Linked DNA regions of Mus musculus: regions 1, 3, 4, 5, 6 and 7 are each linked to region 2. Evidence: chromatin contacts called from public HiChIP or PLAC-seq, capture Hi-C and promoter capture Hi-C data. All regions are on one chromosome and are shown on one strand. The core of a region is the stretch at or near the end of the contact, and the rest is flanking DNA. Distances in the headings are between cores, read along the strand shown.

The links. Promoter capture Hi-C pulls out the DNA fragments that hold promoters and counts their contacts. HiChIP or PLAC-seq counts read pairs in DNA pulled down with a chosen protein or histone mark. Capture Hi-C pulls out chosen DNA fragments and counts their contacts.
Region 1: a capture Hi-C map of embryonic stem cells shows a contact between it and region 2, with 2.9 times the contacts expected there. The contact joins the promoter of Zfp612 here to the promoter of Mtss2 in region 2. A contact is called at or near these places in 3 of 39 promoter capture datasets (embryonic stem cells, frontonasal cranial neural crest and hippocampal neurons), 2 of 115 datasets of contacts at active chromatin or transcription factors (SST interneurons and forebrain) and 1 of 9 other capture datasets (embryonic stem cells).
Region 3: a promoter capture Hi-C map of embryonic stem cells shows a contact between it and region 2, with 4 times the contacts expected there. The contact joins the promoter of Rfwd3 here to the promoter of Mtss2 in region 2. A contact is called at or near these places in 4 of 39 promoter capture datasets (cranial neural crest, embryonic stem cells and liver), 1 of 115 datasets of contacts at active chromatin or transcription factors (embryonic hindbrain) and 1 of 9 other capture datasets (pancreatic islet).
Region 4: a contact with region 2 is called in a promoter capture Hi-C map of liver. The contact joins the promoter of Mlkl here to the promoter of Mtss2 in region 2. A contact is called at or near these places in 3 of 39 promoter capture datasets (liver and pre-B cells).
Region 5: an H3K4me3 HiChIP or PLAC-seq map of embryonic forebrain shows a contact between it and region 2, with 5 times the contacts expected there. The contact joins the promoter of Marveld3 here to the promoter of Mtss2 in region 2. A contact is called at or near these places in 1 of 39 promoter capture datasets (hippocampal neurons), 1 of 484 Hi-C or Micro-C datasets (cortical neurons), 5 of 115 datasets of contacts at active chromatin or transcription factors (astrocytes, embryonic forebrain, embryonic stem cells and 2 more) and 1 of 9 other capture datasets (pancreatic islet).
Region 6: a contact with region 2 is called in a promoter capture Hi-C map of the HPC-7 cell line. The contact joins the promoter of Tle7 here to the promoter of Mtss2 in region 2. A contact is called at or near these places in 5 of 39 promoter capture datasets (the HPC-7 cell line, cranial neural crest, embryonic stem cells and 2 more), 5 of 115 datasets of contacts at active chromatin or transcription factors (SST interneurons, astrocytes, embryonic forebrain and 2 more) and 1 of 9 other capture datasets (embryonic stem cells).
Region 7: an H3K4me3 HiChIP or PLAC-seq map of embryonic forebrain shows a contact between it and region 2, with 5 times the contacts expected there. The contact joins the promoter of Calb2 here to the promoter of Mtss2 in region 2. A contact is called at or near these places in 4 of 39 promoter capture datasets (cranial neural crest, frontonasal cranial neural crest, hippocampal neurons and 1 more), 4 of 484 Hi-C or Micro-C datasets (cortical neurons, embryonic stem cells and palatal mesenchyme), 7 of 115 datasets of contacts at active chromatin or transcription factors (differentiating embryonic stem cells, embryonic forebrain, embryonic hindbrain and 4 more) and 1 of 9 other capture datasets (embryonic stem cells).

Annotation. Positions count from the first base shown.
Region 1 is chr8:110,078,230-110,081,295 of GRCm38.p6, forward strand. It overlaps Zfp612 (zinc finger protein 612), which reads left to right and starts at 1,505. Exons shown (of 5, transcript NM_175480.4): 1 at 1,505-1,775.
Region 2 is chr8:110,720,011-110,723,166 of GRCm38.p6, forward strand. Mtss2 (MTSS I-BAR domain containing 2) reads left to right here and starts at 1,466. Exons shown (of 14, transcript NM_198625.2): 1 at 1,466-1,780. The coding sequence starts at 1,712. Vac14 (Vac14 homolog (S. cerevisiae)) reads left to right here. Exons shown (of 19, transcript NM_146216.3): 19 at 1-388.
Region 3 is chr8:111,298,837-111,301,694 of GRCm38.p6, forward strand. Rfwd3 (ring finger and WD repeat domain 3) reads right to left here and starts at 1,386. Exons shown (of 13, transcript NM_146218.4): 1 at 1,299-1,386. The coding sequence starts at 1,344.
Region 4 is chr8:111,336,728-111,339,851 of GRCm38.p6, forward strand. Mlkl (mixed lineage kinase domain-like) reads right to left here and starts at 1,478. Exons shown (of 11, transcript NM_029005.3): 1 at 1,097-1,478.
Region 5 is chr8:109,960,599-109,963,662 of GRCm38.p6, forward strand. It overlaps Marveld3 (MARVEL (membrane-associating) domain containing 3), which reads right to left and starts at 1,607. Exons shown (of 3, transcript NM_212447.2): 1 at 1,118-1,607. The coding sequence starts at 1,509.
Region 6 is chr8:110,099,831-110,102,967 of GRCm38.p6, forward strand. It overlaps Tle7 (TLE family member 7), which reads left to right and starts at 1,502. Exons shown (of 10, transcript NM_001370839.1): 1 at 1,502-1,704. The coding sequence starts at 1,534.
Region 7 is chr8:110,166,828-110,169,961 of GRCm38.p6, forward strand. It overlaps Calb2 (calbindin 2), which reads right to left and starts at 1,385. Exons shown (of 11, transcript NM_007586.2): 1 at 1,217-1,385. The coding sequence starts at 1,310.

The DNA of each region.
Region 1 (3,066 bases), core at 255-2,754, 640 kb before region 2:
TGTGACTAGTCATTTATGTAAGTGAAAACCTTGGCCAGAATCTAGGACTCAGACAACGCGTGTAGCAATTCCAGGAATCTGACTCCAGCATCATGAAGAGAAAAACCATTCTGTGTTTCACTCAGAACTCTGTCAAAAGAGCATTCACCGTTTTAGATCATGCTCTTGTGATTTTTGGAAACACCAGCGAAAGACAGGAGCTCTGTGGCTCTGACATCCGAATTCCATGTGGGACAATGGCAAATATGTATGCCATTAGACCAAAGTAGTGTTGTTACTATAAATCATTTTCATGTATCCTCTACTATGTATTACTTGTGGGTCTCTAGGCAGTGCCAATTTTCAGTTCCCGAACAGAAGTCATGTCTACAGAGACTGACTCATTGAACTATAGTGCTGTTGAGATATTGGAATGCTACAGGTGCCAAGGCTAGCTAATTATCTTATTTTGGGCCAGTGTTACCACTTTGAATAACCATTTCTTGCTTATTTTTCTGTAAGAACTAACATCCTGTAATATAGATTAAACACCTGTTGGGATCTTGTAACAGGCCATTGACTTCCACCAACACAAAAGCCAAGAAGGTTATCATATAGCATCCATCTGAAATATAGAAAGGCGACCCCTATCTTGCTGTACCGACCTCTCTGATGCACCCAACCAATATATCTTTTTTTTTTTTTTTCTTCTTTTTTCTTTTCGAGACAGGGTTTCTCTGTGCAGCCCTGGCTGTCCTGGAACTCACTCTGTAGACCAGGCTGGCCTCGAACTCAGAAATCTGCCTGCCTCTGCCTCCCAAGTGCTGGGATTAAAGGCGTGCGTCACCACCGCCCGGCCCAACCAATATATCTTAAACTTTGATTTAGGACTTTTTTGATCTGTAAAACTATAAAACTGCTTCCGCGTTGGAACGTGGAATTTGGGGCAACCTAAATCTGGGCTCCTGGGCTATGATCACTTAAATTTGGTTTGAGAATAAACTATCTCTTATCCCCTTTAAGGTAAGAGTTGTTTTCTTGTGTCAACAGCAGGTAGTTATGAATTTCATGGTAGGAAATCAGGTTGTTGTTGTTGTTATTATTATTATTTGTCCTGGTTTTTGAACCCAGAGTGCCCGAGAAGCAGTGTATCATTAAGCGCCATCTCCAGCCTCAGCTTCCAGAACAACTGCAATCAAGGCCCAGCAGCAGGCCTGCATGACATTACATAACATTTATTTTTAAAGTGGACCCTGGGTCCTCCAGCCTGTGACGCACTGGCACAGTCCACCTGCTGGCACCTCCAGCTTTACCAAGACATAAACTCGGGTGGCCTTTCTCGGGTGGGTCTATCCAGTACTCCAGGAGTAAGGGTCCTAAGACATCAGAACCCATGGCCCACGACAAAGAGCTTGAGTCCTAGGCGACAGAGAACCGCAGAGGCCAGGCGGGCACCCCAGAGAGGGAGGGGGCAGCACTCCTAGAGGGGCGGGGTCGGGCCGGTGACGCACTTCCGGCCGCGCGCGGACCGTGCTGCGCAGGTGAGTGCGGACCCATTGCGGTTCGCGGTGTGTCTTGGCGGACAGCACGCAGGGGCTCCCGCAGCCAGCCTCGCGGGCCACCAAGTCTCCGTGTCCACAGCGGTGACGCTTGAGTGGCGACCATTGTCAGACCCAGAAAACTCAGCAGGTGGCGGATCGGGGAAGCTGTGTCACTTCACAGAGGGGTAGCTGCGTGCGGGGGCGAAGCGGCTCGAGGTGACATCGCAGGTCTCTTGACCCGCCGCGGCCCTGCAGGTGTGTACTGCTTGTCCCGGGCTCCAGGCAGGGTGAAGGGCGCGGGGCCACCGCAGGGAAAGCAGGGCCACTTCTCAGCCGTTGGGGACAGAGCGAGCTTAAGGCCTGGTCTGCTGCATCGACGTCAGGCCCCACACATGCACACAAGATGACGACATGGCAAGAGTACACACAGACTAGTTTCAGAATTGCTGCTATTTCATACCCCGTAGAAGGCAGTGCGACATTTGGATGGATGCAGGTCTCTTACGGCTATAACCGTAGCCAAAACACTTATTTTTCCAAGGTGGGGAGCAGGGAGAGACAGAGACAGAGATAGACACAGAGAAAGAGTTTTAAGAGAAAGAAAAGTAACGGATGCTTACCTATGCGCAGCCAGATAAGAACGAATCTGGTCCTTATGCTGCATCCATCAGTGTATTCGTTCTTCATCTGACTCTCAGACTCTTCCCACCCTCAGATGTAACAACTATTTTGAATTTTGTGTTTACCACAGCCTATTTTTTTAAAAGTGTATACATATGCAACAGTTTAAGCTTTGTTGTTGTTGTTGTTTTTGAGTACTTGGTTAATTTCTAAGTAGTGTCTATGTCAGCTGGGTAAGGTCCAGCTATAAAAACAATACAGAAGCTGTATTTTCAGGGGATGGGTAGGTTGTTTTCAGGCTGGTTATGCATCACAAATAGTGCTGACGATGGATACTTTGTGCATGTCTCCTACACATGAGAATATCCATAGGAATACATTTTTCAAGCTTTTTTATTCACAGGCAATTTTCATACAAATGTAGAATGCATTTGATTCATTTCACACCCCCCCTTCCTGGGCACCCCCTTTGTAGACATTTTTAAGATTTGATGTGGATATAGAGTTTTCCAAACACATTTGGCATCGAGTGTTCCTGGTCAAGGGTTAATTCTGAGCCAGAGGAAAATTTACAGCCTGATAGTTTTTTAATTGCCAAATAAGTCATAATGAAAATGGCTGGGGAAACTCCTGCAATTTGAAGAGGTAGAAACATTTAAAAATCCTTTTGTAGTCTAGGTTTTTCAAGATGTAGAACGTAGGACAAAGGGTTTTGTTTTGTTTTGTTTGTGGGAATTTAGCTATGAGTAGAATATAGTCGCCTGGACAGAGTGAAGGACAAAGATAGCAAAATAGAAAAAAAATATAGACAAATTAAATATAACAGTTCAGTTGGGCAAAGAATGATTGACACCACAACAACTTGTAAGACTGGGGATGCCATGGGGCTGGGTATTTATAGACAGGAGAAGACCTGTACTGAAGA
Region 2 (3,156 bases), core at 216-2,715:
CTCAGGGTCTCTAAGCTGAGGCCACAAGGAGCCTAAGAACCTGCCTCCAGCAGGGCTGGACCCAACCACCAGCCAGGGTAGGGAGGGGGATGGTATTGGCTCTGTCAGCCTCAGCTCCTCCCAGCAGAGCACCTGGACCCCAGCACTGTCAGCTACACTCTGTCCTGGGACCGATGGATTCTCTCCTGAGTCGGGACTACAGCCTCAGAATCCAGAAGCAGCCTCTTTCTAATCCCTGTCTGTGAGAAGAGCTTGACCTTGGCCCCAGAGCACTGGCATGGTGTGTGTGCATATGTACATCTGTGTGGAAATGCACACAGGCCAGCACAAAGACCTCTACAGAATGATGTCCATCCCTGCCCCAATAAAGAAATCACAGAATCCTTAATCAAGTCTGCCTGCTCCTTCTCTGCTAGCACCTGTGCCAAGCCTGATGCTGCAGCTGCCCTGGGGCCTCACCTATCCTGGAAAGCCAGCTTCATTCTAAGCCCTGATTCCCATATGAATCCAGGGACCAATTCTTCCCAGGACCAGTACCTTCCTCCTGGCCTTACTCTCGATCCTTAGTCCTGCTTTCTGAGTCCCTGTGCAATGTGGATGTCCCCATAAGCAGGAATGGCACAGCAGAACACTGCAGAGCAGTGAGCAATGGGAGGAAATCAAAGATAAATGCCCCAATCTTTGACTTAGCTCAAAGAACCGCGTCTGTCACCTGGCTTTGGGTTCTGGTGAACCCTAGTTGCCTGCTGCGGCCCTTTAGTTGCCAGGAGCTTGTGCCTGCTTTCCCCTGGAGCCCTAACTATGTGTGCCCCATGAGAATAGGTTCACCTGGAGTCTCCTGGACGACAGCAGTACTTGCCCTCCCATGTGTACACGCGTGCATCCCCACACACTACACTCTGCAGGTTCAACACAGACCCTACTCACGAGGAAGTTGGGCCGGGACACCATCACTATTTCCACCCCCAATCCAGGTGACACCGGTACTACTTAGAAAAGGAACTGAAGGACATTTGTGCAGGAGGGTTGGACTTTATGGATGGTCTGTGGTGGACAGCTCCAATGCGGCCAGTTCCCGTTCCCCTCTGCACGATGCTCAGTGCTATTCATCAGGCCGGGATGCACTAAGGACTGCATCCTTGGCGGGTTTCATCTTGGTCGAGCCCAAGGCCTTGAAGGTGCAAACCCGGGTCCGCTCCCGCTGGAGGGTGGGGGGCTGGCCCGGCCCCGCCCCTGCGCCGCCCCGACCCGCGGCGGCGCCCGCTCCCGCCGGCCCCTCTTGCCGGACCAGTCTGGCAGCGCCAGAGCTCGGATTTCAAAGCCCTGGTTTCTGGCCGTGAATGGGTCCTCGCCCGCCCGGCCTTTCCCACAGCCCCCTCCTGTGCTCCCTCCCCGCGGCCCTCCCTCCGCCGCGCCCACGTGACGCCCGAGCTTCGGCGGCTCGGATTACCGCCGCCGCCGCTCCAGTGCCCGCGCCGAGGCTGCGCCGCGAACTGCCCGCGCCGCGCCCCCAGCCCCACCGAGCCATGGCCCGCGCTGCCGGCCCACGGCCCGCAACCCCGGAGCGCGGCGCGGCCGGCCGCTGAGAGCGCGGCCCCGAGGCAGGGAGCCCCGGCGCGGCCTCGGAGCAGCGCCCGCGGCGGTCCGGCCCCTCCCCTGCACGGCTCCCCGCGCCCCTTGCGCGCCCTGCCGCCGCGCGCCCGGCCCCAGCATGGAGACGGCGGAGAAGGAGTGTGGCGCCTTGGGCGGGCTCTTCCAGGCCATCGTCAACGACATGAAGGTACCCCGGGCAAGCTCCGGGCATACGGGTCTCCTCTGAGGGACGCGTGGCGGGCAGTGTGTGTGTGTGTGTGTGTGTGTGTGTGTGTGTGTGCGCGCGGGCAGTGTGTGTGTGTGTGTGTGCGGGCAGTGTGTGTGTGTGTGTGTGTGTGCGGGCAGTGTGTGTGTGTGTGTGTGTGTGTGTGTGTGTGTGTGTGTGTGTGTGTGTGTGTGTGTGTGTGTTTCATCTGAGCCTGTCCTCCTGCGCCCGCCTTGCGCCCAATGCCTGTCTGGGTCCGAAGGGTGGGAGTGAGTGCTCGCAGGTTGGGATGTCCGAGAGGTCGCCCCGTAGGATCCCGATCCAAAGCTGAGCGTCCGCAAACACTCGGTACCCCAGACCCCCAAACTATGAATTGGGTTTATCTTTAGGACCGACCTTTAAGGCCCTTTAACGGATCCAAGGTCTCTCGGGCCTCCGCCCCCTTTCACCACAGTGCCCCCCCACACACACACACACACATACCCCCGACGCCCCGAAGCCCAGACAATGCTGTCACCGCCAAAGCAGGAAAAAAATAATAAAGCAAAGAACTGTTAACTCTTGCCCCGCCAGCCTCGGGCCTCTGCATGGATGCAGCCCCACCTACACACACACACACACACACACACACACACACACACACACACCAACAGATCCAGCAAGCTCCATTACTCCAATCCTCGGGTGGGGTCCTCCCTGCAGCCCAAGGGTAGGACTGAATCCACCTTGGGGAGGAGGTAGGCTGTGTGTTGGCTAAGCAACCTGGGGAGCGCTTTCAGCAACCCCCCCTTCCTGATCACTCAAGGTCAGACTGAGCAGGCACCCTGTTCAGATGGGGAAACTGAGGCCTGCGAATGGCTCAAGGTCATAAGGAGACCATTGGATCCTGCTTCGGGACCTCAGCCATTATTATCCATCTGGTAATTTACTGAATTCTCCCTGACCCCCAGAGGCCAGTGTTTGACGAGGCTGATCCGAATTGACTAGGCAGGGAAAGCTTCAGTGGCAAGGTGGGCATCGAGTGCCAGTGTTCCTGTCCTGCACTGTACCCCTTGGTCTAGGAACACGATGGAAAACGGAAGAAACTAGGCCCTGTGCTGAGCCTCCTCACATCCTTACCCTAGGCTCGCACTTAGCAAGAACAAATCAGAATCCTGCTAGACCCTGGGGGCTGTGGAACCCACGTACAGGTACACCCTACCCAAGGGCTCCAGAAAAATGCTTTAGGAAAGTGATGCCTTGCAGAGAGGCAAGAAGTTGGGGCTCCCCTCCTAGTACTGCCAAGAAACACCCCCAGTAAGGGAAGGCATCTGTCAGATACTTGCCCCCTAAAAAGAGGCCTGAAACCACACTGGCCT
Region 3 (2,858 bases), core at 136-2,635, 580 kb after region 2:
AGTTCTGATTTCAACTAGAAGGTAACAGCAGTGAAGTTCACACAGCATCCATTGACTGTCACTGCTGGTGCTAAATAATACTGATCGTGTCTTCCACTTCTCAAAAACACAAGGAAAAAAAGTCCAAAATGATAAACCAAAAGCTACAATCAAGAATATACCAGGAGCTGTTCACTACTAAAACTCTAGCAGACTTCTAGAAAAGAATCTTATCAATTTTAAATTTTTATGCAAAAAAGGTGATAGGCTTTAAAAATTAAGCTCTTCACTACTCAAAAATATGTGAACTGATGCTTTTAATATGGCTCTAAAGTTTAACGACATCCTCACAAGAATTATCTTTTAAAAATAGCTCCCCCCCCCCATACTCCTTGCATATTTCCTCAAAACTGTAATTCCATCATTAGAGAGAGAGAGGAGGATTGCCTCAAGTTTGAGAGCAGTCCGGATTCCAGAGGGGGACTGTCACAAATAAGCATGCCTAAGTTAGGTCTAGATGCACTTAACTGTCCTCTCTGAACAGTGCTTCTTACAGGCTGCTATTTAAAGTTTACAATTTAGTTCCTCAATCACACACACACACACACACACACACACATCCAAAAACAAAACACGTTCCCCAAATCCTGGGCTCGTGCTCGTATGAGCCCCTTCTTTAAGTGACACAAACGCTAGTCCGATGGCCCCGAAAAGTCAGCGGCCCTCAGACCGTGAACTCCACCTCTGCCCCCCACCCTTGCTAAGCTTTGGTTTCGATAAACACAGAAGGCGGGAGCGACGGCTGCCCCAATAAACAGGTCGCCGGGAGCCCGCGGGGATTCAGTCAGACCCGGGTTCGTATCCAGGCTCGCCCTGTTAGTAGCTGCGGAACCAAAGTTAAGTTTCCTAACCTGTCTGCCCACGCCCGCCTCCCCGCAGGAAGAGGAGAATGAAAATATCCTTCGGTCGCAGTTCCGCTGCGGTGATAAAAGTTAAAACAGCGAGCGACAAGGGTCAAAGAGTCAGTCACCGGGGCTCGACCCGCGCGGGAAGCACCCGGAGAACGACTCCGTGGAGGGTCCGCAATCGGTGCGAGCCGAGCCCCGTCTCAGCTCCTCCCGAGCTCTCCCCCACCCCCCATTCCTCAGGAAAGGAGGAGGAAGAAGGTCGAGGTCCTCAGGCCGGACCGAAGGAGACCGCCGAGCTCCCAGCGCGCCCTCCGCCCACCTCGCTGGGCCCCGTGAGCAGCCGCAGAGCAAGGGACCACCACCCGCATCCAGAGGCCCCCAGGGCGGAGAAGAAGCAGGGAGCAGCCTCACCTGAGGGGACCAAGTCGGACGCCTGGCCGACCGCGACTTCGGCCATCGTTACCGCGCATCCCCTACTGCGCACCCGCTCCGCCCGCGCCCAGCAGCTCTTCTGGACCCTGAGGCGCCCCCGCTGGAGCCGCGGCTCGGCGAGCTCCTATTGGCCAGCCACTGCGGACGGCGACCAATCTCTTCTCTTCTTCTTCCGTCGGTCGCCGCCAGCTGAAATAGTGGCGCCCTCATTGGTCAGCCTTTGATACATTTCTGGGCGAGAACCTCCGGCCAAGGCGCCTCCTGCAATTGGTAGTCGTGCGGAGTCCGCCATCTCGCGCCCCTTCCTTTGAACTGTTCGGCGGGAAGAAGCCCTGAGGAAGAGAGTTGGTTTTTTTTTTTTTTTTTTTCCCCTTCCTCTTCTACTGAGAGTGAAAAATGTTAAAAGTGGCCGGGCGGTGATGGCTCACGCCTTTAATCTCAGGGAGGCAGAGGCCAGCCTGGTCTACAAAGTGAGTTCCAGGACAGCCAGGGCTATACAGAGAAACCCTGTCTCGAAAAACCAAAAAAAGAAAAGAAAATAAAGAAAGAAAGAAAATGTTAAAAGTGACTTCCCGGGGGCTGGGGAGATGGCTCAGTGGTTAAGAGCACTGACTGCTCTTTCAGAGGTTCTGAGTTCAAGTCCCAGCAACCACATGGTGGCTCACAACCACCTGTAATGGGATCAGATGCCCTCTTCTGGTGTGTCTGAAGACAGCAACAGTGTACTCATATACATAAAATAAATAAATAATTCTTTAAAAGTGACTTCCCCTGCTTCTTCCTAAGGTTTTATTAAAGAGTTTATCGATGATTTTAAAAGTTTGTCCCCAGAGTTCCAGAGCCTGTAGAGTCTCTCATTGGGTTGAGCAACTTGTCCGCAATGGTCGGAAAAAAAAATTTTTTTTTTAAATCTTGCACAATGTCTTCAACTTGAAAACTACTATGATAAATGGCTTGGAAATATAAATTGTCACGTAAGATTTTCCAAACATGTTTCTGAAGAAGGAAATCTTACTTAAAGGTCTTTAAACAAACAAACAAACAAACAAACAACCCAAAAGCCCTCTTCACAGTGCTGAGGGGATGGCTCAGTGGTTAACATCACTGTAATGCTCTTCCAAAAGTCCTGAGTTCAATTCCCAGGAACATGGTGGTTCACAAACATCAGTGGGATCTGGTGCCCTCTACTGGTGTGTCTGAGGACAGCAACCGTGTACTCATATACAGAAAATAAGTAAGTGCTGGGAACGGAGCCTGGGGACTAGCAGCCAGTTTTCTACCTGTGAGCCACTTCTTCAGTTCCCCGTGTACCGACAGTTATCCTTTCCCTTTTCTTGCTATCAGAACAAGCTGCTGCTGGTGTCCCGAGTGGCTAAAATAAGGAGAAAGGATTTTTGTTTGTTTGTTTGTTTGTTTGTTTTTCGATACAGGGTTTCTCTGTATAGCCCTGGCTGCCTTGGAACTCACTTTGTAGACCAGGCTGGCCTCGAACTCAGAAATCTGCCTGCCTCTGCCTCCCGAGTGCGGGGATTAAAGGAG
Region 4 (3,124 bases), core at 228-2,727, 620 kb after region 2:
ATAAGTAAAAAAGTAAAACCAAGGACTGGAGAGATGGCTCAGCGGTTAAGAGCACTGATTGCCCTTCTGGAGGGCCCGAGTTCAATTCCCAGAAACCACACGGTGGCTCACATCCATCTGTAATGGGATCTGATGCCCTCTTCTGGTGTGTCTGAGGATAGCAACAGTGTACTCACATAAAACAAATTAAATAAATCTAAATCTTACCAAAAAAAAAAAAAAAAAAGTGAAAAAGCAGCCAAACTGAAATCAAGCATGTGAGTAATTAGTTTTCCTTGTCCCCAGGATTCCTGGGCAGGAGGCACAGGCATTAATGTCAGAGTACTCTTTAATGGCTGAGCCATCTCTCTAGCCTGTCAGGACGCTCTTAGAGAAAAATCAATGGATCTCGGGGCCCAGCCATTCCCAGATGGTGAGCCCAAGTCGTCAAGGCTCTTTCTTGGATGTCTGAGAGCAAAGGAGAAAAATCTGGAAGCACTACTAAATATATTAATTACTCATATCCTCCCCCCCCCCCCCAGCCTGGACTATACAGTGAGTTCCAGGCCAGCCAGAGCTACACAGTGAGATCCTGTTTCGATAAACAAATAAATAAATAGTCTAAAAAAAATCAGATGCCCTTTAAAAAAAAAACTTTACGTTAGATTATTCGTGAAATGGGCCCCAGAAAAGGAAGAGGGCGTTCATAGTTAAGAACTGGAATCCCGCTGAGTAATGGTGGAGCATACATGCCCTTAGTCTCAGCACTTGGCAATCAAGAGGCAGGCAGATCTCTGAGATCATGTCCGGCCTGGTCTACGGAACAAGTTCCAAGTTCCAGTGCAGCCTGAGCCACCCAGAGAAACCCTGTCCTGAGTCCCCGCTTCCCCCACCCCTACCCCAAACCCCCGTAATCGTCTGTGCTGGAAATTAATTGTCCTACTGACTACCCATCTACTCTACGACTTGGGCACCTCGGGGCGGGTCCCCAGTCCCCACCTTTTGCCTTTCCTCGAATGCCATTCCTCGATCTCCATCCTCCTTGGGCAAAAAAAGGTCAGCAGAGATCTCAGCAGAATAACAGCCCAATTTAGTTAGGGAATCGAAACCAACTCACCCTAAGTTCCAGGAAGTCCAATCTGTGATTCTGGGATTCTCCTGCTTCCTCCTGCCGCGCTACAGCTCACTGGATTCTACGTGATCTCCGAGGGGCGCTCGTCCGGTCTATCCTGCGCTCAGTTCCTGTAGGATCATCAGTCTCCCGCCGCTCCCGGACCGCGGTCTTCTGCCTCGTTGACAATGCACGCCAGGTCGGAGCAGGTCCCCGGTGTCCTGAGTCCCCTCCCTTGGTGCAACCTTAAAGCTCTCGCCTCTCGGAGGAACTCCGCACCAGCCGCGGTTCCCGCCTAAAGTCAAATTTGGGCCAACGCAGCAATGCTCCAGCAGAGTCCTCAAAACCAACCTGTCCGACAGCTATTTCTGTCCAGAGTTCTGCTCCGGAAGCCGCGGCCAGTTTGACACGCCTTCCCCCGGCTTTCTACTCCTACTGGAGATATGCCAGCTTCCCACACCCGCTCTCTGGACAGCTCCCAGTTGAAGCCCCTAGTTGGCTGATTCTTTCCCCAAATCCATTAAATAGTTACTCTTCCCAGGTTCTCTGTTTGAGGTCTTGAATTTGGGGGTTGAGAAAATAAGGTTGCAGAGAGCCCTGATAGCCAGTGTAAGGGATAGCCTGGAACTTCAGCATAATTAAAAAAAAAAAAAAAGAAAGAAAAAGAAAAAGAAAACGAAAGTGAGGCGGATGTCCTGAGTCATTTTCCTCTCTCGAGGCAAAAGGCCTTGTCCTCTGACTTCAACGTGTGCACTGGCCCTGGCACGCAAACGCATGCATACCACACCGGTAAATACATAAAAATGGAGGTAACCCGTAGAAGTGCTGAGGCGGTTCCTTTAGCTGCTTTGTGTTGAATAATCCTGGGGCAGGGGATGGAGAGTAATGGAGGAAGTTTAAGGGAGTGTGAAGTTACCCAAGTAGGGGTCAGTTCCTTTTTTTCCCCTTCTAAGGTCATCTCCAAACTTTGTTATTTTTCAAGATGAGTTTATTATTTGTCAGTTATACCCCCAGTTAGCTAGTATAAGAAATAACCTTTCATTAGCTAGTTGGTGGTGGCACAGACCTTGAGTCCCAGCACTCAGGATCTCTGTGAGTTCGAGGCCAACCTAGTTTACAAATCCAGTTCCAAGAGCGCTAAAGCTCTACACACACACACACACACACACACACACACACACACACTCAGATATATGTTGAGATATATATCTCAAAAATAAAACTAAAACAAAATTTAAAAAGAGGAAGGAAAGAAAGAAGAAAATGCCGTTGGCTGACTCATGCTATATAGCTGGGAAAGAATAGAAATAAATTGTATGGGGAGACATTTTACTTTGAGGCAACATAGTTCAGGGATGTCTGGGGGGCTTAGTTTACCTGTTTTCTCACTTCTTTTCTTTATTAAAGATTTATTTATTTTATATTATGTGAGTACACTGTCATTGTCTTCAGACATACCAGAAGAGGGCATCAGAACCCATTACAGATGGTTGTGAGCCACCATGTGGTTGCTGGGACTTGAACTCATAACCTGTGGAAGAGCAGTCAGTGCTCTTAACCACTGAGCCATTGCACCTGCTCCATTTTCTCTCTCTCTCTTTTTTTTTTTTTTTTGCCCTTTCTCCCCACAGACATTCCCCACAAGATCTCATGTAGCCCAGGCTGGCATGGAATTCACTGTGTAGCCAAGAGTGTTCTTAGACTGTTGGTCCTCCAGCCTCCCCTCCTTCATCCTGGGATAACAGAAGTGCACCACCACACTTCTTTTCTGTGGTGCTGTGGATTGAACCCAGGATTCTGTGTTTGCTAGGCAAGTTCCCTATCACCGAGCCAGCCCCCTCTTTGTTTTGTGACAATGTCTCTCTAAGTTACCTGAGGAGGTCTTGAACTTTTGTGATCCCTGCTTTCTTAGCCTCCCATGTGGCTGGAATAACAGACTCGGGCCATCAGGCCCACTTTGTAATTGTTCTCCCTTGTCAGTTGTCTTAGGTCTAGAGATTTATGTATGTGCCTGCCTTAGTTAGGGTTTTACTG
Region 5 (3,064 bases), core at 357-2,856, 760 kb before region 2:
TGCTTAGGAGGAGAGCAGACAGAGAGAAGCTGCCCTTTGGCCTCAAACCTTTAAATAAGCCACGAACAATTGCATGTCTTTTATTCACTCTGGGGTGAGGCGGGGTAATGAGGACTCTGGTTTTAAGAGGAAACGCACAAATGTACCTCTTGTTTTTCTACTCCTGTGGTTGCAGTCCAAGATGGGTGCAGCCAGGGAAACAATAGCTAGTGTCAAAGACCGAAAGAGCAGCCCAAATCTGGGCGCAGCTTTCGCGAGGTGAGTTGGCTTTAGATAATGTAACATAAACTCATGATAGCAGCTTTCCCTGATGTGTGGAAGTCTAATGGCAGAGGCTCCAAGTCTAATGGCAGAGGCTGGGGATCATCAGCTAGAAGAGTTGTCTCCAGGGAAAAGAATGCACAGTTTTGACAACCACACACACACACACACACACACACACACACACACACACACACACACACACTTTTTGCCCTCAGGGACACCTATTTTATTCTATTTACCCAGTCCCCAGAGCCTGGTTCCACATCTGTGCAACTGGATGGCGCGCTGAGTCTCTAGGAGGGGGTATGACGACCGGTCCCCTGCTAGTCCTTTCCACCCTCATTCACAAAACCTTCAAAGACACAGGGGAATTTCGGGACCTACAGACCAAGTTCGTCTATTCATGAGGGTGGGGTTTAAACAAACCTACGGTCTGAAACAAGCTGCTGAGAAAGACCTCACTGACTTTGTTACACATCACCGGAGAATGAACGTTTAGGTGGGCTTAGTTTCGTGTTTAAAACGGCGGCTTCTGCTAGCAGTCTGCTGCGCATACATAGCCTTGTCAGGAAGAGCGAGTCCAACTATTAACTCTTCGTTGGGCTAACTTTATTCAGCCCCCCCCCCAACCTGGAAGCTGGACTTTGAAAGGTATAGAGGGAAGGCTAGGGAACAAGACTTAAGAGTCTGTGGCCCTCCGGCTAGCCCCACCTACCTAGCCTTCTAAACCGTTCCAGTTTCAGTCCTGAAACTCTCCTCCTTCCTCTGGTTCTCGGGCTTTCCCACTTTTTCTTTTATGTCATCTCTCCTCCACCCTCGGCGGTCCCTGGTCCCTAGCAGGTGCACCCCTCACCTCTCCAACCCGCGGCGCCCGAGGCCATGCTTCTGCGACAGCTCTGGGGGCCCCCAGGGTGCGGGTCCCGGAGTCGGGGCTGCGTCCCAACTGGGTCCCCAGGGCTCGGGCCGCGCACGGCTTTGACGGGACTTCTCCAAGGCTCTTTGTTCGGATGCGCGATGGCCCGCGTCCCTGTGTCTGTCCTGGCGCTGGTCTCGGTCCGTTCTCTGTTCCCGGCCCGCCCGACGGTCCCCGTTTCCTCTCACGTCACCGTTCCTCTCCCTGTGCCTGTCCCCGCCTCGGTCCCGCGACCGCTCGACGTGGTGGTCTCGGTCCGGGTGCGGGCGCCGGTCCGGGTCTCTTTCTCTAGGACGGGTCCGGGGCTCACGGTGCCCCGAAGTATTTTTCATGGCCGGATTCCTGTCCCCGCCCGGAAACGATCCGAGGGCGACAACCAACCATAAGTTTCCCAGGCAGGTGGCCAAGCTCAAGGACGGGGCGGTACAGCTCACCTGTGCGCACGCGCACTTGCCCTCCAGCGGCCCGGAGAGGGCGCACCTGCCACTGGCCGCCAGGGGGCAGTCGTGGTGCGGCCAGAGGGGATGGGGGTGGGAGTGGGGTGGACGAGGGCTGGAGAGTGGGAGGTGGATTCTTGCTGAAATAGATGTCAGTCCTAGGTTTTATAGGATTATCAAAGGGAAATGGCCCAGGGAGCAGGCAAAAGGATGTGACCAAATCAGCTCAGCCTTCAAAGGCTGTCTCTTGCTAGAGCTATTAGGACGCCAGACCAATCATTTATTTCTTTACTTTCATGGTACTGGGTTTGAATCCCAGGGCCTTGCATGTCTAGGTGAGCATGGTACCACTGAGCTATATTCCCAGCCCCAAACGAAGATCATTAAACCCACTAATACAGTTCCGGGCATGGATTTGAGCTTTTCGATAGAGAGCTCATTAGGGGGAGGAGTTGGTAACTCCATTGATCTAAACTTGGGTGGGGTGACCTCACTCCTAGCAGCTATGACGAGTTCCCCCAAATGAAGCCAGTAGTGGTGATTTCCTGTCGACCAACTTACAAAGCGTCTTGAGTTTGCTTCCCCAGAGCGTACTCATCATCCACCCTTCTTCTCAGCCATCCACCCACACAGTCAGATAGCCACACATCCACCTACCCGCTCAGCCAGCCTCTCACCCACGGGTCCTCTCCCTCCTCAGAGAAGTTACAGCCCAAACTTATAAAACACTTAAAAGAAAAAAGAAAAGAAAAGAACTGTTCTACTCGTTATTAGTAGCCTTTAATTTTGCCAAGAACATTTTTTAAAAACCAGAAAACTGGCTCTGCTAGTGGGGTCAGCAAGTGAGCAGGAGCACGTGACTCAGCAGGTGCGGGAGGTTCGCAGGGAAGTCGTTTTGGACAGAGATAGTGCTCCAGTTTGCGTAAAGACTGGATGGGAACAAGGACACGTGCTAGAAAGACAACGTGAGGCTCTGCTCTGAGTAGAATTGAGGAATCAGGAAGGATGGGCCGAGTTGGAGACTGAAACTGACTCCTGTATCCCCACATATGTGAATCTGGTGACACCTCCTGTGTCTACAGCACTCACCGTGGTGGCTGGACGCTCATGTTCCAGCAGGGCAAAGAGGTGACCCTCTGGTGAGCTCTAAGGAAGGGTCATGGCCGCAGGCAATGCCTTTCCTGAGCTTTGTATAAAGCTCTTGGCATTTCATTTCTTATGGAAGCTGGAAGTATCGCCCTCTGAGGCTCTCATCCATGGAGAATGGGCGTTGGCAAAAGAGCTGTTAACTGTCTTTGGCTCCTCCGTGCAGTTATCTCACTTTGAGAATGTTATAAACTGGCCTCTGGCTACTTCTGCAGAGGCTTTGCTGCCTGGCTCTATGCCAAGTTCTGTCAACGTCACCACCGAGGGTACAAGATGCAGAGCTGGAGCCCCACAAACTCCCAGT
Region 6 (3,137 bases), core at 252-2,751, 620 kb before region 2:
CTCCTTGTTCTGGGCCTGCATGCCCTGGGGCACGTAGCCCTGTGACCCCCACCTTCACAACCTCTAAGGTAGTCGTGTAGCCTGATGGTTAAATTACAGGTTTAATTCCCTCTCTTCCTACAAGGGCTTTTCCAGCAAGCACCTGGAATTCCTCTTCATGCAAAGAAATCATCCCCAGCACCCAGCACGAGCCACTAATGTACACTCACCCACAAGACCCCTACCCACTCCCCAAGGCTTATATAGCCCTTGTTACCCCCGAATAAAGAAAGCTGTAACACCGAAAACCATTTAGAGAAGGCTTCTTTCTCTTCCCATCTCCCCCAACCTCCTGTGAACCCACCTACCTGAACAAGCTTTGCTTGGTCCTTTCTCTCTGGCCTGGTGCTAGACCATGCCTGAACACCCTAAAGGCAGGAGTGGCGCTAGGTCCACAGGAAACAGTCTGTCTCACAACAGATGGCCAGGGAGTACTCCACCCGTCTTTAGCTCACAGCCGTGGACCCCAAGATGTGCTTTCTGCTCCCTCAACGCAGATGTACTATCGAGGCTCGAATCCAAGAGCACTTAAGTCAGAAGGTCTGACGTTCCAGATCTGCCACCAGTGGGCACCTGTGTAAACTCTGCCTCAGAGTCTTGGCCAGTATGAGGACGTGGCTGACCCAGGGCCTCCAGAAGGCTGTGCTTTGATGGCCAGTGGTTATTTTCCCCCCTCCCTGCAGGATTGTTACTGTCCAGGACTCACCTCTCTGCTCAGACCCCCTAAGACCGGCAGGTGAAGAAAGCTATTTGACACCTGCCAAACCTCTACTGAGCCTCCTCACCAGACAGAGTACCCCAGCCACAGCTGCCCAGGTCCAGGAGATGCCTTACAGTGACAAAGGAGGAGCCTTGGCTCAAAGACTTTTTTCTTTTTCTACACTGTAACATTTCTCACCTGCAGCTCTAAACCCAGATGGGCACCTGTTACAATCTTTTCTCCTTCTGTAGGGATCAGTACATCTGTCCCAGGAGTGGAGGGGACCCTCCCGTCCAAAACCCGTCACCCCCCAGAAAATGTCTGGGTATACCTGAGTCTGAGAGGGGGCATCTGGGAAGACCTTCTCCAGCCTTTCTGCCTCTGAAATCTCCCCACCCTCCAGACCACTTTCCCACTTTGGTCTGTTGTCCTGCCTGACCAGAAAGCGAAGAGCATTCAGTTCTGTTCCAGAATGCCTGCCAGCCCCTTCCGCTTAGTCAAGAATCGGACGACGGGAGAGGAGCTGATCTTGGCCTTTTTTTTGGGGGGGGGGTGCGGGGGGGGGGCTAAGCACGCAGCCATTGGGTTGGGCAAGGACCCAGTTTCCTTTAGTTCCACACACTACAGCTCAGGTAGAGCACCTTCCAGGCCTCCCGGGAGGATAGGGGTGGGGGTGGGGGCGGCTCCGTGCTGAGGCCTGGACCAGTTGGGAAGGCGCTGGGGTCATCGGCCTACTCTTTCGTCTGCCTCCTTCCTGCTCCAGTTTCATCTACCATAGCAGGGCGGGTCTTCAAATGGCTGACATGTTCTTGAGGTGTGGCTCCCACCCCCTATCGGCCGCGGAAATCCCACCCACCCTCCGTCCAAGCCCAGCCTCCAGGAAGCCTCCCTCAACTGCACACTGCGCCAAGTGTCTCCTGTGGCGGCCCCCGGGTCCCCCCAGCAGAGACTCGCAACCAGTCACGGTAAGAGACTAGTCTGTCGCTGTCAATCCCTGTGTGTCCTCCTGTCTTTCCCTCACCCAGGGTGGGACCACCCATTTGTCACCAGGGCATGGCCTCCGAGGGCTCCTCCCAGCACAGGCCCGAGCTTCATGCACCCAGCTGCACAGATCCCCCCTCCCACGCCATTCTCAGAGTGGGGGCCTCGTGCAGGGCTGTCTGGGCCTGCAGCTGGCGTCTGGTGCAAGGGGACAGGGACATGAGCGCTACATGTGGGTCTGGGGGTGACCTGCATAGGGAGGAGGGCCGGCAAAGCAGCCATTTAGGAATCCTCTTTCGCTCCTGCTGCCTCCTAGTGGAGCAACTCGCCTGGCCGCTTCCAGCAAGGCGGGAAACAAATAGTTGCCATGTCACCAGCGTGAGGCCACTGGGTCCCCTCGGCCACACGAAGGCTCTTTCTCTGCTCGGAACCTGAGGAGAAGCCCTTCGCCAGCTGCCTCAAATCCAGGACCCCACAGCAGCTGGGGCTGAGGTGCTGGTGGGAAAATGTCCCCAGCGTCTCCTAGGGGAGCCTGAAGAGATGGCGGAGACTAGAGGGCTGCAGGGGTGTCCGACGGGAGCGCACTGGTTAGCCCACCGCGTCCTCTTTAAAGAGGGCTAGCAGTCTAGTGATGAACCAGCTCCCAGTCAGAGGAGCTCAGGAGAAGGGCTGCGGTGAGGCATGTCGCCCCCAAGACCCTGATAGTGACAATTCAAGGCTTAGCTCAAAGCTCCCTAGGAAGAAAACGGAGAATTCTGGACAGAAACTGGACTGTAGGATTCGGAATGTAAGTGTTCAGCCTCCGGGTGGGAAAGGAGAGCGCCTTGTGTGAGAGGCGATCACCATCATCACGCTTGTCTGAAAGGAGGCCCGATAAGGCTTGGAGAATTGAAAGTTCCCCAGTGACATCAAAGGACCAGATGAATATGGAGGAGATGAATAGTGAGAAGGGACCTGGCCCATTGCCGTCCCTTCCTTCTGGAAGGACCCTATTGTACACTGCTCAGAGCAAAAGTCACCTCTCTTTTGTGTCTCCTCCCCGACCCCCCCCCCCCCCACCCCCGATTCTGTGACCTCAGCCTACTCTTTACCGCCCTCTGCTCTTTGGACTTGGAACTGCAGATGTCCCGCACTGTATGAGGAAGGCAGGAAGTGTTTGGTACCTGTGAATTTTCTCCTTTATACGTTTTCATCAACAAATGTCTAGGTGACTCTCTCTGGAGCACTTTGTTGAAAGAGAAGCACCTGCACTGGGAGACTGAAGAGGGGTAGGGGTGGGGTGGGGTGGGGTCAGTGCTCTGAGCATAGCTCTCTAGTGAACTACCTAGGAACCCCAAGGGCCTTATGGGTGGAAATTAGATTTGAGCTGCTTCATACTTGTTCACACTCAGGCATAGCCTCAAATAAAGATCTGCAG
Region 7 (3,134 bases), core at 135-2,634, 550 kb before region 2:
ACCCACTGGCATCCTCAGACACTAACCCTTTCCTTGCCAAGGCAGACACTGGGAGCAGAGGACCTCTGTGCACCCACTTTCATACCTTACCAAGGGGATTCGGAGAGGAAGGAGAGAATGTAGGGAGTTGCTAACCGATAAGACTATTCCCTGCCCCCTCCCTCTCAGTCCCGGGATAAACAGGGCCACTGAGCCACCACCCTGCCAACAGGTCTGAGATGCCAGTGCATTCTGGGTGTTCATCTTAGCCAGGCGTTGGAGGGTGAATTGAATTTTTTTTTTCCTTTTCTTTTCTTGAGTGATAGAAAAGTCTCGGGCAATATCAGAAGCTGGGGGGTGGGAACAGAGGAGAGGTGAGGGACGGGGTGGTGTGTGTGCTCTTTTATATTTGAGTCAGATAAGACTGTAGACACTTAGAATCCCAGGTCTGGAAGCCACCTCCAAAACCATTCACCTGGACCTCACTTTTTGGGTTGGTCATTGTCAAGACCATGTAGTGGAGTGTTGGTCACTGGAGTGTGACACCACTCCCCTCCACCCCCATCTACAGACTCACAGGGTACCCAGGAATCTATATTACCAGGTAGCAGGCTGGGGGCTAATACCAGGACCCTCCCACCACATCCGCTGCTGCTGTAGTTGGGAAACCCACATACTGGTAGGGTTTTAAAAAAAAATAGATAAAGAAAGCCTTGGTTTGTTTAAAAAAAAAAAAAAGCCCCCAATGCATCCTCTACTCCTGCTCCTGGCCAACCAGGCTAGGGGAGCCGCCCCCTCCCCCCAGGTTCCCTTCAGGACGCTCAGCTTTCTCGAGCCTCTGAAACTGGTGATGGGGGTAAGAAGCAAGAAGGGAGAGTGAGGTTTGGAGACCTGTGGCTACGGGACTGGAAGCAGGGCGTTAGCTTGAAGGAAAAGGTGAGGAAGGAGGCAGGGGAATGTGTCATGGGAGCCTTTTTTTGCCTAGGCCTCCTCTCTGGGAACGCTCAGACTTGCTCAGAACCTGGGCCCTGGCCACCCTGCATTGGGAAAACTTACTGACAGTTGCCACCAGGGCAGCCGGGCATTTCCCCGAACTCAAGACCCCAGCAGGCTCTGCCACAGAACAAACCACTTGGGGGCGAAGCATACCTACCCGCATTGAGCCATGCCCCTGACCCCTTTGCCAAGCTCAGGTCCCCGAGGGTCAAGGGGCCCAGAAGTTGGGAGCTTTACTGACCGTCAGCATCAAAGTGCTTCCAGATTTCCAGGAACTGGGATGCAGTCAGCTCGGCCAGGTGCAGGTAAGGGGGCTGCTGCTGCGGGCCAGCCATGGCGAGCCGCTCCGGAGATCTTAAGCCTCTCTCTCAGCGCGCTGTCACTCGGTGCCGCTTGGCTCTGGTTCTCGCGCTGGGGCTGCGCGCCACGCTGCCTTTATATGCAGCCCGGAGCTGCGCCGCGTCGGGCCGCCGGAAGGGGGCGCGCACACTCAGGGAATCGCGCAGGGCGCGGCGCTGCACGGGCGGGGGCTCTTCTCTGCCAGGGTTCCTGGGGACCGGGAGAGAGTGTTCAATGAGACTTCTGGGTGCCCTCCGGGGACACCGCAGGTATTTAGCTGGAAATGGGGAGAGGCAGCTCCTGCCTTCCCTTCCCTCTGTCCATCTTGAGCACACCCAGTTTCTAGTCGCAGCAATAGCATTATTAACAAGTAGCAAAGCTAAGATTTGAGCCCAGAACTCTTCCTGTCCTGTGACTCCCTCGAGGGGTACCAGGATTGCAGGAAAGCAGGGTTCTCAAGGTTTTACCGTAGGTGGACAACTGGAATCGACAAGGTGCAATGAGGATTCAGATGGGAATGGAGGAACTACTCCACTGTTCAGTAACCCACTTCCCTCCGGTATCTGTCACATCCTGCAGACTTTTAGACCTTTATCCAGGTAGTAGCAGACTGGAGCCTCCCGTAGTCCCGTAGGTAGATGGCGGTAAACTCTGACCCAAAGATGTGCTGAACTTCTGTTAAAGAAAACAGACAGCAAGCACAGCACACCGTGGGGTCTCCTCAATCAGAGAGCCAGCCTCCGTCCCATATCCTCCCTACTCTAAAGGTCTGCAGTGTGTGCTTGCTTCTTGGACACCTTACCTTCAGAGCAACAGCAAGCACCCTGCCCCTAAAAAGAAGGACAGAGACTTGAATTGCTGCTCATTAACATGTGCTAATGAGTGTTAGCTGAGCTGCCTTCGAAGGGAGAGCAAAAGAGAAGGAGGTGAGAATCTAAAGCAGGTCGCTAGGGGAGAGGAGAACCCGGGGTGGGGTGGGGGGGAGGGGGGGGAGCGGAGAAGAGCAGGCTGTTTCCTGGGGTCAGGTTGAGGTAGCTCGGAGCTAACCTCAAAGGGCAACATGGAGCCCAAGTTTCAAAACTGCTGGTGTGTTGCCCAGGCACACAGTTTGAGGTTGTTTACAAGAACAGACTGGGAAAGACGCAGCAAAATAGGCTAACTGTTGGGGCTTCTGTAACCCAGCATTCCTTGCTGCCAGGGCTGAGAAATTACTAAGCTAGAGTCCCCCAGCCTGAGTCTTGCCTTCGAGAAGGCAAGAAGGCTCAGTCCTAAAGAACAGTTGCAATAGAATCAAACTCCTCGGGTCTAGTTCCTAAACAAACAACAACAAAACCTCCACAACGTTGTTTGGCTTACACAGCCTGTCTGTGCCTTGGCTTTCCGAGTCTGTAAAATGGGTGTGTGGGTATTGACATCTTGGATTGTTCTGGGGATTACATGAGTCTGTGTTCCTGTCCTTTATGCTTGTGCTCTCTGGTGAGCTTGGAAAGGATTCCTTGATCAGAGGGAGCACTGGTCAGCTTTCCATCGCCATGGTAAAATACCAGAGGAGGTCGAGTTCAAGGAGTAAAAATGTTTATTAGAGGTTTCAGTCTGTGGGCAAATTTGGTTCATTGTTCAAGGGAGCTGTCATAGGCAGAATGTCATGGTGGGGGCCTGTGGGGGGGAGAAGGCTCCTTATCTTGTGGCCAGGAAGTGAAAAAGAGGGAGGGAGTTGAAAGGAGAGGAGGAAGACAAGAGAACAAGACACAGCCTCCATGGACATTCGAATGACTTGTTACCTCCCAGTTAGTCCTATCTCCTTCAGTGTATTCAGTTAT